3 separate regions of the Mus musculus genome follow, and regions 1 and 2 are each linked to region 3. Evidence: chromatin contacts called from public HiChIP or PLAC-seq data. All regions are on one chromosome and are shown on one strand. Each heading gives the region's core, a stretch centred on a gene start, on an enhancer-like site or on the middle of the called end of the contact. The rest is flanking DNA. Distances are from core to core; before and after follow the strand shown.

Region 1 (2,798 bases), core at 70-2,569, 180 kb after region 3:
TTTGTAGACCAGGCTGGCCTCAAACTCAGAAATCCACCTGTTTCTGCCTCCCGAGTGCTGTTGGAAATACTTTAGGTTGTGATGTTTATATTAATATGTGATCTTGGGGACAAATGAGAAAAGAAAGGTTGTGGCTTTAAAGTGATATGTTTGTGTGTCAAGTTAATAAGGGGTCAAATGCACTGGCTGGTTTTATGTCAACTTAACACAAGCTAAAGTCAACCTAGAGGGGGGTAACTCAATTTTTAAATCCATACAATCAGACTACAGACAAACCTCCAGGGCATTTTCTTAGTTGGTGACTGATGTGTGGGGGTACAGCCCACAAGGAAGCAGGCTGAGCAAGCCATGAGGAGCAAGCCAGTAAGCAGCACCCCTCCATGGCCTCTGCATCAGCTGCTGCCTCCAGGTTCCTCCCTGACTGAGTTCCTGTCCTCACTGCTGGTGATGAACTGTTCTATGGAACTGTGAGTGATATAATCCCTTTCCTCCCAAGTTGCTTTGGTCCTGGTGTCTTACATTAGTAATGACACTAACCAGGACAATCTTCCTACATCAGTTAATAATCAAGACAATCCTATAGACATGCCCGTAGGCCAAAATGATCTAGATAATGCCTCGTTTAGATTCACTTCCCAGGTGACTCTAAGCTGTATCAAGTTGATAGCTAAACCAGCCAAAAGTGCCGGAGACATGGTTCTGTGGTGAAGAGCCCATACTGCCCTTTCAGAGTTCAATTCTCAGCACCCACATCAGGTGACTCACAGCCATGGACACTTGCACTCATGGGCGCATACAGACACATACACATAATTACACACAAGGACTAATTGTATAAACAAAACAGAGCAGAATAGGCAGCGAGACCATGAACGCCCTCCAGGAACAGAGGGGTTGAAGCTGCTGGCTGGCACATAAGTGAGTCTCTCTGAAGTGGGACCAAGATAACACCCCCACATCCTAGCAGGACCCCTTCCCTAACCCACAGCACCTCCCAAGGAGAAACCACGGATGTGCCGTCTTTTTTCATTTGTATTATACTCCCGAGTGGCTCATGAGGAGTAGTGCCTCATCTGAAAAGGAAAACCCACAAGAGGCTAAAGGGGGCCAAGCGCCACTCTGGACGTTCTAGAAAAAAATTCCCAAGAGCCAAGGGTATCCCTGAAGCTCCAGGCAGGGGTCCTGTCACAGCCGGACAGAGGTGCTGGTCCTCCAGCTAAGGCAGAGCAGGAGGAAATGAGACTGAGACAAGGCAATGTCAAGGAAGCGGGAGGATCATGGCACTGTAGAGTCCCCCTGGAGCAGAGCACTCTGGGAAGAAGGCTATTTGCATAAGGCTCTCTCAGTGTCCACGGTCTGTGCCAGACAGCCAGAGTTCACCACGAGCCTTCCACAGAGCACAGAAGCCTAGAGTGAGCACTGTAAAATTTTACACGTCCCCTGCTGCTGTGTCTGCCTTACTTTCTGATTTCTTAATTTATTTATGGGCATGTGAGGAGGTGTAGGCAGGAGTGCCCATGCCACAATGCGCATGTGGAGGTCAAAGGACAATGTGCGGGAGTCAGATCACAGATCATGTCGATTCTGGGAAACAAAGTCGTCAGTCTTGGCTGCGGTAGTTTGCTTGCTCCGCCATCTCTGATCTGGCATAGTGGCTTTTGGTTCGTATTTAAAATATACATATTACTTAGTCGTTGAATCTGTTGATAACGATAATAAAATCAGGACCTGTATTTTTTGCTTGTAAATGACACTCCAGGGTGTGTGTGTGTGTGTGTGTACATGTATGTGAATGTGTGTGCATTCGTGTGTATGCATATACATGTGTGCATGTATGTGTATTATGTGAATGTGCGTGTGTGCGTGTATATGTATACATTCATGCGCGCGCGCGCGTGTGTGTGTGTGTGTGTGTGTGTGTGTGTGTTTTGTATTTGTATTGGGCCTGTATTTTGGGTTTGGGTTTGGTTTTTTTGTGGGTTTTTTTTTTGAGATTGTAATTTAATTACATTTCTCCCTTCGCTTCCCTCCCTCCAAACCCCTCTGCACCCCTCCTACCCTCCTTCAAACTAAAAGCCTCTTTTCTCATCAATTATTATTGCATACATATATGTATTTGTATATTCACATATGTATTCCCAAATATAACCTATTGCATCCATACAATGATACTTTTGTGTCTGTTTTCAGGGCTGACCGTTGGCCCTGGATGCCAAACGGCGTGCTCTTCTCTGGGGAAGTCAACCACCTCTTCTGCTCTCAGAGCTCTCAGTTCCAGTAGCTCTTGGTGTGGGGATGAGGCCTTGTGGGATTGTCCCATCCTGGTTTGTATGTTTGTTGATGTACTTTGGCTTGTGTGTGGATGGTCACATAGTGAGACTTTACCCGTGTAGCTTCTGAAGTTCCTAGGAGGTACAATCTCACCACAAACTCTCTTCCTCGGGCCCTTATGATCTTTCTATCCCTCTTCCTCAATGTTCCCAAGCCTTAGGCATGGGAGTGGTTTTGTAGATTCATTCAACAGCATTGGGTTCTATAACTCTTCATTTTGATTGGTTGGTTAAGGCTTTCTGTAGTGGTCCTCATCTGTCTATAGGGCCTGTCTCATCTGTATGTTGGACCTGTGTCATGTGTCTGTAGGGTCTCTGTTGTCTGTCTATAGGGCCTGTCTTGTCTGTCTATAAGGCCCGTCTCATCTGTCTATAGGGCCTGTGTCATGTGTCTGTAGGGCCTGTCTTGTCTGTCTATAAGGCCTGTTGTCTGTCTATAGGACCTGTCTCATCGTCTGTTGGGCCTGT
Region 2 (3,009 bases), core at 100-2,599, 200 kb after region 3:
TTCAGGTCAAATGTTTGTCTTATAACCTTTCTATGCTCACTGTATTCAGTTTTTTGCTAGTTATAGGAACTGGAGGAGGAGGAGGATGAGGAAGAGGAAGAGGAAGAGGAGGAGGAGGAAGAGGAGGAGGAGGAAGAGGAGGAGGGGGAGGGAGGGGGAGGGGGGAGGAAGAGGAGGAAGAAGAGGAGGGGGGGAATCTTTTATGCTATTCCCTTTCTTGTCTTATTGCATTGGTTGAAACTTCCCGTACGGTGTCAGACAGTAGTGATGAGCTGGCCTTGTGCCTGCTGTCTGCAGGAGAGCCACCAGCTTCTCGTCTTCCACTCTGGGATCGGCCATGCTCTGTGGATTTTTATTATGATGTTGAAGTTCCTTTCCATCTCTTAGTTGCTGAGCATTTTACCCCATGTAGTTTGTGTTTTTGCCACATGGTGTTTTGGTTTGGGTTTTCTGTCTGTTTGTTCTTTGTTTTTGTTTTTTTTTTTTATTTGTGGTTTGGTTTTTGGTTTTTTATTATTGTTTTGTTTTGTCTTTTTCTTTCTTCAGTCTCTTCAAACAGTGAATTTTATTAATTGGCTTTCTAATACTGAGCCAGCCTTACATGCCTAGTAAACTCCCTCTTAGTTGTGGTGCTGGGTCCCTTTGCTGACACTCCTAGCCTATAATGACTTTCTAGCCTTGGGCTGAGCCTGTGACTGGAAGGATCGCCTTTTTCCCTCCACAGGCCTGTTTTCATTATTTCATTAAAGCCTAAGCCACAATGCACTGCTCTGCTGTACCTGGGCCTTGTCCCTGACTCTGCCAGCTTGAACCAGCTTGAACCAGGGCAGGTCTAATCTTCCTACTGAATCCATACCCCATACACTGTGCAATCTGGGTGCATTCCGGGCTCCATAGCAGAGCCCCCACCTCCACCCACACCCACACCTCCACCCACACACAGCCTCCTCAGAGCTTCTTATTGTTTTGTTTTTGTTTTATGAATACACACTAGCTCTCTTCAGACACACCAGAAGAGGGCATCAGATACCATTACAGATGGTTGTAGCTGGGATTTGAACTCAGGACCTCTGGAGCTCTTAACCGCTGAGCCATCTCTCCAGCCCCCCCCCCCCCTTCACGGCTTCTTACCTCTCTCTAACTCTGAGCTCTTTGAGCTCTGCTACAACCCAGAGACCACAGCAAGCGGCCTCCACAGCGCACACATTTCCTGGGAAACTGGGCTGATCCTTCATCCTGCTTCTGGGAATACAAAAAAGTAAACCAGATCCAGCCAGCCACTGTCCTCAGACCCTGCAGTGTTGTGGAAAGAGATATGAATGAGTCACAGAGGAGTCAAGGTCAGATCCGAGAGGCAGGGAAGTACAGCAGCCAATCCCAGCGCCCTTTAGCGGCTATCCTGTGCGGCTACCCAGGATGCTGCTTGCAGCTTCGATGACCTCTCCCTGGCTCCGGCGCTGATGCCAGTCAGAGCTTCCCCGCTTTCCCTTCCTTTCCATTGTAAACACATCAACGGCTGACCACTGCCCGAGACCAGTCATCACTATTCAGTTTAAAAACCCCCTGAGAGACCATGGAACCGGCTCCGTCAATGCAGCGCCTGCGGCCCAGCACGAGGACTTGCGTTCTGATGACCAATGTCCTTGTGAACACATCGGTCATGTGATGCACATCTAGAGTCCCAGGACTGCCAGAGGTCTGGTACCCGTGGACTTCTGGAACTCACTGGCAAGTCAGCCTAACAAAGTTACTAAACTTCCATGAGAGAATCTGTCTCAAAAATATGAAGACTGAGTGAAAAAAAAAAAAAACATGTACTCTTAATTTCTGCCTTCTACACACACAAACACACACACACACACTTCCCTCTGAGGCTAAGGAAAGACAGCTGCACCTGGCCCAGCCAGCTCTCCTCAGAGCTGAGAGGTCAAAAGTCTGACATTTTTTGGACCCCACACAAAAAAATTAATTCCTAGACTGGAGAGAGACTCAGCAGTTAGAACACATGGTAGGTTTACTGTTTGGTTCCCAGCACCTATAGGAATGACTCATGACCACCCGTAATGCCAGCTCTGAGAAATCTGCCCTCTTCTGGCCTCTAAGTTACCTGCATTGTGCTTTTGTGCGTGCATGCACCCCACACCCCCACACCCACCCATGCACTCAAAAATTTAAAAATAATAAATATTTTTAAAAGTTTCAACTGTATTATAAAGTCTGCCTGGGTGGTCTTTATGAAAAATAGTTCGTGATTTCTTTTGTAGAAGAGCCCCCACCCCCACCCCCCACCCGTAAATGGGAAAATCCTGGCACCATCTTGAGACGGTGCTGAAAGGCGCTTTCTCTGAGGACTTCCTTCTGACTTGTAAATTAAGAACAAAGCTCCATTCTGCCCCTGTCTAAAGAAGGACACAGTTAGGGGCAGATGTTTTAAGGGTCATCCCCCACACCATGAGCCCACGTTTGATACTCATGGTCGATATATTTGTCCCAAGGGATAGTGGGATAAAAGTCAGGCAGTGGTAAACAGATGCTGACCCATTCATTGTTTGAGCTGGGATTTGTTCAAGTGCAGATTCTCACTGAGGGGAAAGGGGCGTGGAGAGAAAAATCAGAGCATGAGACAAACAAGTCCTACCCCTGCTCAGACTCACTAACAACTAGACCTGTTGCCTAGAGTGCGTGACTGCAACAGGAACCACCCACCAACAAGAGTCCAGTGCCTCCCCCACCCCCAAGGGACTGATGGCTCCCAGGCTAGCTGGGAGGAAGGCTGGGAGCAGAGAGAGGCAGCCCCATGTGACTTCCCGGGAGCCTGTTTGTTTATTCTGGTGAGACAGGCAGACAAACTCCCAGCTGGCCTGGGAACTGTCACAAAGCTACAGTTACTTGCCTCTGACCCCTGAACTCCAGACCTGCATCTCTCTTTTCCTTTGTCATTTACCATTGTTGCTGTTGGCTTTTTGAGATGGGATCTCTCACTCACATGCAGATGGTCCCTTGTTGAAA
Region 3 (2,700 bases), core at 161-2,660:
GGAAGGAAGGAAGGAAGGAAGGAAGGAAGGAAGGAAGGAAGGAAAGAAAGGACTACTGAGGGAAATAGAATAGGGAGGAGGCATGAGGTGGAAGTGGAAGTTCTAGTATTTTGTGGAGTGGTCTGAGAAAGCCAGACTGAGCAAGCGGTCTTGCTGAAGCTGGTGAGCTAAGGTGCCATGTGAGTACCTGTGGGGGAACGCAGCTCAGAGAGAAGAGCCAGAACAAAGGCCCCGAGGCAGGAGGATGGCCAGAATAGTACAGGAGGTCAAAGAGATGATGGTAAGATGCTAGATTGTGTAGACTCTTTCTTACCAACAGTGAGGGTCACTCTGGCCCCTGTGCTAGGCTCAGCTCTGCAGGGGCCATAGGAAGCTATGGGGGGGGGGGGGCGTTCTGCAGTAATCCAGACAGAGGAGATGGCAGGACAGACAGAGGCAGTGAGAGACACTGTGCTCCAAACCTGTGTGAGCTTTGTTGTGTTTGTGTGCACGTGTGTGTGTGTGTGTGTGTGTGTGTGTGTGTACGTGTGTGTGTGTGTGTGTGTGTGTGTGTGTGTGTGTGCACATGTGGAGCTCAGAGGACAGGCTGTGCAGCTGGATCTCATCTTCTACCCTGCGGTTCCTGTGGCGGGAACTCAGGTCATCAGGATTGGTGGCAGACACCCGAGCTGCCCCCAAATAGGGTTTGAAGGTGGACACCTGTATCTGCCAACAGACCAGACACCGCTAAGGTTTATGATCTGAGTATGTTGTGTTTACTGGGACTGGTGGAGACAGCATTTGAAGCAAGTTGAGAGATGTGGTAGGCCATGCCAGAAATCCCAGTGCCAAGGAGGACAGGGCTGGAGCATACCAGGCCTGAGGCCAGCCTGGGCTACATAGAGATGCCTTGTCTCAAAAACAAAGAACCACAAACCTGAAGGGAAGGGGAGACAGGGAGGGGAGATGTGGGGAGGGCAAGGAGGGAGTAATTTAAATTGTGGTTAATAAACCAGTTGGATTTAGATGTGCCTAAACCCAGTCAGCATTCAACTAATGTGATCAGAGCTCTGATCTGAGTATGAGTTGATTGACCACTCTGGAGTGAGGTGGGAAAGTGCAGCCAGGAAATACCGGTTTGGCCACACGATAGCAACTGGCTGGCCAGTGCTGAGCAGCTGCTATGTGGGAGGTGGGGCCGGGGAACTTGATTTATGATCTTTGCCAATATCTGGGTTATAGATGTCCCCCTAATGAGCCATTATCAAGAGCATACATGACAGCAAAAAGTGATCCCGTGATCAGGAAACATAAGTTTTGAGTGTCTATTGACCTTTGTTCTTAATGGAATTTGGTTGGTTATTCATTTATGTAATTTCACTTTATTAATGGCTGTGTTTAACAACCAGCTGGGAAAAATACCGGAAATTTTGCAATCAAAACATTGCAAAAAGGTTCAAAGGGGCTTTGAGTGCTCCTCCGGGCTCCCAGTTATCTTTAGAGGAGGCCGGAGAAAGGGCTCTTTGGACTTAGAGGAGAGCTTCATCTGGAAGTGCTGGTCCCCAGATTGGCCATGAGGGGACCAAATGCAGACCAGGGTTGACTGACACCAGGTTGTGTTCTTTGCCTGCACTGGTAAGTTTGGCGTCGGAGCCCCGGAACTGGAGGGGACGCTTGGCTGATAAGGATGATTTTCTAAATGTTCTTTCATCTGAATTCTTGTTTCTTTTCCAATCCTTTTAAAATTAGTATTTATTTTTATTTTTTGTGCATTGGTGTTTTGCCTGCATATGTGTCTGTGTGAGGGTGTCCGATCCCCTGGAACTGGAGTTACAGACAGTTGTGAACTGCCGTGTGGATGCTCAGAATTGAACCCCGGGTCCTCTGGAAGAGCAGCCAGTGCTCTTAACCACAGAGCCATCTCTCCAGCCCCCCAATTTCTTTTTAAAAGTCCAGATTCTGGGGCTGTGATTAGAGGCACCCCTCTTCTTGCCCCATCCATGGGAAGCAGCTTTGTCAATGGTATCTGAGGGGGTAGAGTAGGGAAGGGGAGGTAGGTAGTGGCTCCTGATCTCTCTCACTCACCCTCCCACCCATGTCTGTGGGCATAGAGACTGTAACTAGCCCGCACCAGCCCTGCCTCTTGGTGCTGCTGGACTGGGCAGGGACAGCTTTGGGATGGCTGGCCATGTGCCTCTTTCCAGTGAGGGTGACAGGAAGATGGAGCTGGACTCTGCCCCTGTTCACCATGGCTGGCCAGATCAGTCTTTCCCCTTCTGGAATGTTAGCAGGGCCTCTGTCTAAAGGGCGAGTCTCTCCCAGGACGGCCTGTCAGAGTAATGCATTCTTGCCCAGAGCAAGCCCGCGTGCCCTCCTGCTTGCTGACTCCCACCGCCTGTTTTATCTCGTGTGTCCCCATGTCTGTACGCGCACCATGTGTATACTTAGTGTAGGGTCCCCTGGAACTGCCGTTAGGGATGGTTCCGAGCCACCGTGTGGCTGCTGGGACTGGGTCCTCTAAAGTGCCGAGTCATCTCTCCAGCCTCCACCCTACTCCCCACCCCTTCTGCTTTTCTTTCTTTTGACATGGGGTTGCTAAGTAGCCCAGGCTAACCTTGAACTCACAATCCTCCTGACTCCTAAAGACTGAGACTGTGGGCTTGGGTTACCATGTCCTGTTCCAGCTGTTGGTATGAATAAAATTTGTTATACAGGAAACTG

What was found. HiChIP or PLAC-seq counts read pairs in DNA pulled down with a chosen protein or histone mark.
Region 1: a contact with region 3 is called in an H3K27ac HiChIP or PLAC-seq map of embryonic stem cells, with 6 times the contacts expected there. The contact joins the enhancer-like site here to the promoter of H6pd in region 3. A contact is called at or near these places in 10 of 39 promoter capture datasets (the 3T3-L1 cell line, the C10 cell line, embryonic stem cells and 6 more), 1 of 15 datasets of contacts at CTCF or cohesin (CD8 T cells), 2 of 484 Hi-C or Micro-C datasets (the HL-1 cell line and bone marrow-derived macrophages), 22 of 115 datasets of contacts at active chromatin or transcription factors (the 230-238 cell line, the NIH/3T3 cell line, T-cell acute lymphoblastic leukemia and 12 more) and 5 of 9 other capture datasets (adipose tissue, embryonic stem cells, liver and 2 more).
Region 2: an H3K27ac HiChIP or PLAC-seq map of embryonic stem cells shows a contact between it and region 3, with 9 read pairs. The contact joins the enhancer-like site here to the promoter of H6pd in region 3. A contact is called at or near these places in 25 of 39 promoter capture datasets (the 3T3-L1 cell line, 3T3-L1-derived adipocytes, the C10 cell line and 16 more), 1 of 15 datasets of contacts at CTCF or cohesin (embryonic stem cells), 10 of 484 Hi-C or Micro-C datasets (B cells, the G1E-ER4 cell line, the HL-1 cell line and 4 more), 33 of 115 datasets of contacts at active chromatin or transcription factors (the 230-238 cell line, the NIH/3T3 cell line, T-cell acute lymphoblastic leukemia and 20 more) and 6 of 9 other capture datasets (adipose tissue, bone marrow-derived macrophages, embryonic stem cells and 3 more).

Annotation. Positions count from the first base shown.
Region 1 is chr4:149,824,447-149,827,244 of GRCm38.p6, reverse strand. No RefSeq gene overlaps it. Among named protein-coding and RNA genes, the nearest start is that of Gm42354, 35 kb to the right of the region's middle. Within about 2 kb of position 1,319, at least 3 of the 459 cell types and tissues checked have an H3K27ac peak or open chromatin away from gene starts, as enhancers often do. A contact at or near this core is called in embryonic stem cells, where this site is marked.
Region 2 is chr4:149,798,596-149,801,604 of GRCm38.p6, reverse strand. Gm42354 (a long non-coding RNA gene) reads right to left here. Exons shown (of 3, transcript XR_881588.1): 2 at 1,132-1,293. Among named protein-coding and RNA genes, the nearest start is that of Gm42354, 9.4 kb to the right of the region's middle. Within about 2 kb of position 1,349, at least 26 of the 459 cell types and tissues checked have an H3K27ac peak or open chromatin away from gene starts, as enhancers often do. A contact at or near this core is called in the 230-238 cell line, adipose tissue, embryonic stem cells and 4 more, where this site is marked.
Region 3 is chr4:150,001,946-150,004,645 of GRCm38.p6, reverse strand. H6pd (hexose-6-phosphate dehydrogenase (glucose 1-dehydrogenase)) reads left to right here and starts at 1,410. Exons shown (of 5, transcript NM_001291004.1): 1 at 1,410-1,614.